Regions from separate parts of the Gossypium arboreum genome. Here region 1 is linked to region 2. Evidence: chromatin contacts called from public Hi-C data. All regions are on one chromosome and are shown on one strand. The core of a region is the stretch at or near the end of the contact, and the rest is flanking DNA. Distances in the headings are between cores, read along the strand shown.

Region 1 (3,965 bases), core at 1,307-3,806, 180 kb after region 2:
CTTTTATATAATATTTTTACATTTTGATAAGTAGGATTAGACTTCGTCATATTAAAATAAATTAATACATTACTATTTTTGAAATGATTTGTTTTTCAAATTTAATGAATTCGATATTTTAATTAAATAATTTTTGTTATTATACATTATAAATAAATTCATTATCGTAGAAAGTGGGCCACGGTTAATTTTTCTTTGAAATAAAATAGTGGTTGAATGTAATTGATATATGTTCATGAGATGAGACGACTTATTATACTTTGGCAACATATAACCAATTTTTTTTTTCTTTTTTGGGGAGTTAGTGATATCTATCTATCTACATAAATTTATGCGGTTGATTTTTCTTTCGCGCAGTAACTTAGCAGTTTCCAGCACAACTGTTGTGGTGCATCTCAAGTTCATCCATAAAAAATTATTTTAGTGCATTGTTGGATTATTTGTTTGATTGAAATTTTTATTGATTTGCATGACTCATAATTAATGTTTTATGTGAAAATTATTTTATGATATATTACTATTTTAAATAGAATTGAATAAATTGATTAAGATTTAAATAAGTTAAAAGATTAAAGTATTTTTAAATATAATTGGTATTTGAGTTTTTGATGCTAAACGGTAGAGAATTTCAAATGGTATAACCTTTATTCATATCTTTATTCAAAGAGAAGGATGTAAAAAGATTTCCATTCACATTGATAATTTGGAAGTGGTCAAAGTTCTTCAAGATATTCATACGAATGAATTAACTTTAGCCTTGGTTAGAAGAATTCACATGATCTTACAAACTTTGGAGCAATGGGAAATCAAGCATTTCCCATATAGAGGAATCAAGTTGTGGACAGTCTTGCAAAAATGGCTTTAGAAGATAATTCAGCTTTACAAGTATTTGCAAAAATTCTAGAAGAGATAGCGGTGTTTGTTGAAAATTGATAGAGTTTCAAACTTTCCTATTATAACTGTTTAATATGTTTTGTTTGTTTTTTTCACAAAAAAAAAAGTATTATTTCGAAAATTGTAGCTTAATAAAAAAATTTAATTTTGACCTTTAACTGTTATGGAAACATAAAATTTAGATATTGATATGTTTATATAAATAAATATATATATATATAAAACAACTTAGTTGAAATAATAAGATGCCAAAGTTACCTCTCTTTTGAAATTATTTTGTTTTAAAATATAAAAAGTTGTGTGTATGCAAGTTAAATCATGTTAATATTGATCCACCCAAAGGAGGTTAATATTTAATAAAATTACACATGCAATTTTGGTAATAAATATGTGACAATTATTCAATTTTGCATGTAAGTAATAAATCAACCCAAATGAAGTTTTATTATTCAATATGTTCTTATTGCCTGTGTTTGATTACTACGCCAAAATATCACTTCCAAGTTAATATTTTTGTCTAAATATTAATAGAGTACTCAGATATCTTGAGATGGATTTACCTTTATTCAATTTCTTTTAGTTTAAATTTGAAGTCTCATGTGGGCTTATTTTGTTTGATTTGACTATTATTATAGTGGCCAACATAATTGCATGCAGTGAAACATTCACAGCCATTATGTCGAAAACATTATTCAATAATGTTAGTGACTAAAATAGAAAATTTAAAACTTAAATGACTAAAACAAAAACAGCTAATAGTTGGGTGACTATTTTTATAATTGACCTAAAAAATGCCATAGTTCTTTGTGCTCTTCGTTAATTTGAAATTTATACTCTATACTTTTATTTTTATGAATTTAATCCCTTTAATTTTCATATTTTAAAATTCAGGTCTAACTATTAACATTATTAGAGTTATTTTATTAAATTGAGATTAATTACAATGTCATTTGTTTAGTTACATTGCTACTATGTGAGTGTTTTTATTTTAAAATATCACACCAATAAATTTATCAAAAAAATTAATTGTATTAACAATTAGACCTGAATTTTGAAATAAAAAAATGGATGAGTAAATTTCTAGAAATTAAAATAGAGGACTAAATTCCATTTGTGTAAATAGTACATGAACCTACGACATATTTTTTAAAAAAACGGCAAAAAGATCTCTCCGGTCTCTCTTAGTTTTGGAATTGAGAAAATTGGTCTCTCTCAAAAAAATTAGATCAAATTAATCCTTATAAATTTTGAAAGTGAGTAACTAAGGACAATTAATTACAAGTTAATGTTTTTAATCAATTGTACATGATTTTGATTAGTATAATAACAAATTTAGCTTGCAAAGTTTACACATTCCGTTAATTTGGTTCTAATTTAATAAATTTATCCTACAACATTTGTGTAAATTTATAAATATTGAGGCTGAATTTGTTAAATTTTTAGAATTAAGTCCAAAATGACATAATATATAAACAATGAAGGCTAAATTTATTATCATAACAATAAAAATTATGTAAAGTTGATGGGAGACATTAACTTTATGATTAATTGTACTTAGTTGCTCTCTCTTAAAATTGATAGGGATTAAATTGGTTAAATTTTTAATTTGCTCAATCAAATTAAGAGGGATGAAAAAGGTCTGTTTACCAAAAAACAGCATATAGCAAATTTTGGTATGCCAATCTAAACGACGCGTTTCAATATCCTCACCTTTGTGTCATTAAAACATACATAGACAGACCGGTGCGTGGTCTATGCGCACTGCGTAGTAAGGAAGCGAAGAAGCAAATTGAAGCTAACAATGGCGGAGCCTAAAACCAAATACGATCGGCAGCTCAGGTAACCTCTCAATTATGTTCCTTTTTCTTTGTTCTTCTTTATGAGATTTTCCATCTCTGCCGAAGGGTGAGAAATGCTTTGAAGAATTCAAGTCCTAATATATTTTTCCTCGGGAATACTTTAAGTTTCTTTGCCTATTTGCAATATCAACAACTTTCTTTTCTTTGAAAAAAATTGGAAGGATCTGGGGTGAACAAGGGCAAGCAGCTCTAGAGAAAGCGAGCATATGTTTACTAAATTGTGGGCCAACTGGTTCTGAGACTTTGAAGAATCTTGTCCTTGGTGGTGTCGGAAGCATTACTATAGTCGATGGATCTAAGGTTGAATTCGGCGACCTTGGAAACAATTTTATGGGTAAGTTTCAATATGTTTTCCTTTTCCTTTTCATGTTTTCATTGTCTTTTTTGTTTTTTGGTTTTAAGCTTGACTTCTTTTTTGGGAATTGTTGTGGGTCAGTGGATGACTCAAGCCTTGGTCAGTCAAAAGCCAAATGTGTTTGTTCCTTCCTCCAAGAGCTAAACGATGCTGTTAAAGCTAAGTTTATTGAAGAGTATCCCGAGGCTTTAATCGACACCAACCCCTCTTTTTTTTCTCAGTTTACCTTAGTTGTTGCCACTCAGGTAAGGAATCTTTCCGTTTCATAACTTTCACCGATGAACTTCACTGTTAGGTACTCTTTTTAGGCCGCGAGTGGTTACTTCAAAAGTTTATTGTTTAAGTTTGGTTTCATTGTTGTCTATGTGTGCAAAGCCTATTTGGAATTAAGATGGATTTATTCCTAACTTTGCGATGCTTTGTTTCTTAGAAGAGCTATTTGATTCTATGTTTCCTTATGAACTTGTTCCTTTCAACTATGTTGTTGTTTCAGCTGGTGGAAGAATCTATGGTGAAGCTTGATAGAATTTGTAGACAAGAAAATGTGATGTTGATTTTTGCTCGCTCCTACGGCCTAACAGGTTTAGTTCGAATCAGTGTGAAGGTAACATGTTCTTGGCATTGACTATCTCACCATGGTGACATCAATATCTCACTGATAAAGCTGAATATCAGCAAGAACAAATCTTGAAAATCGTTTGAACTTATATAGGCCTAGAGGAAATGGATGGTTATTTAATATTTTTCAAGAGTTTAGTATATAGGTAACAGGCAAAGGAAATATCTCGAAATGATGATCAAGTTTTGCTTGTGGCAGGAACACACTGTAATTGAATCAAAGCCTGACCATTTTCTAG
Region 2 (3,564 bases), core at 584-3,083:
AAGTCAAGAAATAGTAAGCTAATTTGGTATTGATTTTCCAAGCGGTATTAAAACCATTTGACAAAATTATTGATATTACTCTTCTAGTATTGATACCTACGTAACAATTTTGGGAATTTTTCCAAATGGTCCTAATGCATGCTTAGTACTAATTTTATGATTAATCAATGAATGTTTAACATAATTCAACCTTGTAAGAGCATGTATGACTTACGTTTCATGTGAATGCTATTATATTATATTAAATAAAGAAAAAAAAGATGCATGTGTAACAATGTGACTGTTTGTGATGAATATGAAGTGAGATGGTAGTGTAGCGTCCTAGTGGTTATGCTCGGTGACCGAGCCAGGTATAGGGTGTTACACAGAATTTCTTCCTTTTCTATCTATCAAGACTACCATAAACAAACACTATAAAAAAGTCAGGAGAATTAGCTCTTTTATGAACCCGGACACAAATAAATTGAGGATGAATCCGTATTACTTCTAATGAAACTAAATCATTCTAACCAACCCAAATACCACCAAAGAAACCTATAGCCTCCACCCTGTGAGAATACTGAAAACCCAAACTAGTGATAATTTTATTTGCTTTACACTAACCCTTGTCTCAAGAGACTGACAATATCAAACATATATTCTCTGTTGTATTCGCAGACAATCCTGGGAAAATTGATGTTGGCAGGCCCCTAAAAGTTCCATGAAAAAATAGACAAGTCCATAAAAATAAAAATAAAAATTAGGGAGCATACTTACTGTTCAGAGGACTCGACCTCCTTCAAACACTTTTCGTCAGAAATTGACGAATCACGTCCCTCCTCACTACTCAGTTGGGCTTTAATTAAATCAACCACGGATTTCAAAGAATCGATAATGACACACGAGCATTATTAATAATTTAAAATGATCCCTTCGATCTTTAACGATTTGGTTGAGTTTTCGATTGATACGAACTGATCCGTCTTTGATTATTTTATTTTTAGGACCAACTTTACCACTTCCTCCATAAGCTTTAATAGTTCTACTTGAAACATCATCTTTGTTGGGCTCAAAATTTTATTTGAATGTGATAGCTAAATGCTTCACTAGATCTAGAACCGAGCCATTTAAAGTGACCATCGTTCTACAATTTTCTTCAAATGTGGGATTAAAATCTGTAATGGTTAACGTCTGAATAGAGGGAAGTTTTGAATTAATGCAAGAACCATCTGTCAAATCTCCTTTCGGCGAATTTATGTTGTTTGTGCCAAAACCCGAAGTAAAATCCTTGCTAGAAATCGACGCGTGCCCAACTTCTAAAACAGAAATAAAATTTGAGAAATTTGGGTTTAAAAAATCCATACCTTTATGTGCTGAACCTCCATGGTCTGGTTCAAATTCATTCATCGATGCTTCCTAGTACCCTTGCTTGATGGTCTACCTTGCAAGCAGCCCAATCTAGTTTCCATTCCAATAGACACCCCAAGCTTAGTGGTAGGCCCATTTTTTTTTCCAAGCCCAAAACTGTCAAAAGGTCAACTCCAGCTTTCAATGCCAATTTATTCTTATAATTTTCCTGAACCCTTGCACCTTTCCCTTTATTATTCAAGGTTTCCTTAGTAATAAACCTTTGCCTCGAAAATTCCTCAACAGACCCTCCTACAGTCTCTTCAAAATCTCCTTCCCTATTTAAAGTTGCAAATCTTGAACCCAACCTTGTATTGCCTGAAATCCCATCCTTGTTAACTTGAAAATCTATTTGATTATGCTGAGATTTCCATTCTACCAACATCCAAGGCCTAGACTCTACTCTCGGCGCTCCTCCAATCTGATTTTCAATCTCACTTGAATCGGTCGCCTTCTGCTTATCTTCTTTCCCCTGGTTAAGATTCATCAACGCCAACGGAGACATTTCTTTTGTGTGTCCATACTTACCACATGAAAAGCAGATAGTGGGTAATGATTCAAACTCTACTTTTTGGATTTCTCCATTCACTAAAACCTATGAAACAAGTGGCCTTTAAAGGTTGATGTATATAGCTATCCTCGCGAAATGTCCTTTAGTCTTCCTGTCGGTTTAAAAATCTATTTTTGCTACCTTATCGATCGTGCTACCGATTGCTTTTAAAATTGCTCTCTTGTACATGTATCCTGGAAGGCTCGATAGGCTAATCCAAGCCATTACCATTGATTGATATGGCTATATCAGGATAAAGTCCTTGGTCCAAGGTTGGACGGTCAGATATTGACTGTAAATAATCCACGATCCTTGAGATAGAACTCTGTCATAATCGTCGGTACTCTGAAACTTAGCCAGAAAGTACCCATTCTCTATATCCATAAGATTAAAGGGTTTGGTCTCCACAAACTGCTAATTCTATTATGAAGGGATGCATAACCAATGCTTCGACCTAGCAGTTTGAATACTACCATCTTCTCCATTTATTTGAAGAGGATCTCTTTAATACAATCTGAGAAATTGAGTGTCGAGATCCTGTTAACAGTGGATTTAACCACATTGCCTTTGAGTAACACAAACTCTTTATCCGTTTCAGCCTTAGCAATGCTTTCCCTCATACCCGAACTAGCTGATCCTTCCCCTAAAAGCTTACCCTTCTAAGATAAAGTCAGCGTTGGTTCAAGAACCACAACCATATCAACACTCTCTTCACTGCTCCCTTCCTTAAACCTAACTTTCTTATTGAAATGATCCTCGAATGATGTGGATTCCTCACCACCGTTACAACAGAGCAATACAATAGATACATAAATAAAGTTTTTATCAAACTTTAGGTGCACTACAATGTCCATAATAACTCATATTAAGCTGTATGTATTGAAAAAAAAGAAACGACAAACATGGAAATGAAAAATTATTTATTTAATTTATTCTTTATAATATATATGGTAAAACATTCACCTGTTGACACGCCCTCAGAAAATGGCAGAGCTCTGTCAGCTTACATGACTCAATCTCATTCCTTTGGAATTTTTATTATATTAGTTTTTTTCTTTATTTTTATGTATTTATTTGTAATTTGTTACCCATATTAAATAAAATTTCCAATCTCTAAAATGGTATCATTTTAACCACGCGAATTAAAAATTTTCACACTACCATATAATATCATCATTGTTTTTTTTTAGAAAATAAATAATCTTATTCGAAATCTAAAGGTTGGGACAGAAGTTAAGAGCCAAATTGCAAAAAAATATAAATGATGGGGCAATTTTATCATCTTAAAGGGTGAAATAGAGAAAATGATTGTATATATTAAAATTTAAATTCAAATTTATAGAATGATTTCTTTAATGAAAAGATTTCATTTCTATACAATTGAAGATATATCTAAGCGTTGGATACAGAAGAAAAATAATAGTGACTAAGTATCCAATTAATAATTGAAGAGATCTAACCCTAAGCATATATAATCAATGACTTAATAGACGTCACTAAACATCATTTTATTGCTTCAATTAAAGAACCTTATAATGCGACATTCTCCAAAAGGACAACTTTTAAGACTCCGTATAACAAAATTTAAAAATTTTTGATATTATATTATCAATTAATAATTTAAAATA

Evidence for each region. Hi-C and Micro-C count contacts between places; a contact is called where the count stands out from the background.
Region 1: a contact with region 2 is called in a Hi-C map of leaf, with 3 times the contacts expected there. The contact joins the promoter of LOC108465133 here to the enhancer-like site in region 2. A contact is called at or near these places in 2 of 5 Hi-C or Micro-C datasets (both in leaf).

Annotation. Positions count from the first base shown.
Region 1 is chr3:41,463,588-41,467,552 of ASM2569848v2, forward strand. LOC108465133 (NEDD8-activating enzyme E1 regulatory subunit AXR1) reads left to right here and starts at 2,557. Exons shown (of 14, transcript XM_017765449.2): 1 at 2,557-2,733; 2 at 2,915-3,087; 3 at 3,190-3,353; 4 at 3,602-3,712; 5 at 3,926-3,965. The coding sequence starts at 2,696. The region is part of intron 1 of LOC128290317 (a long non-coding RNA gene); the gene reads left to right.
Region 2 is chr3:41,283,143-41,286,706 of ASM2569848v2, forward strand. No RefSeq gene overlaps it. Among protein-coding and RNA genes, the nearest start is that of LOC128290334, 7.6 kb to the right of the region's middle. Within about 2 kb of position 1,834, at least 2 of the 2 cell types and tissues checked have an H3K27ac peak or open chromatin away from gene starts, as enhancers often do. A contact at or near this core is called in leaf, where this site is marked.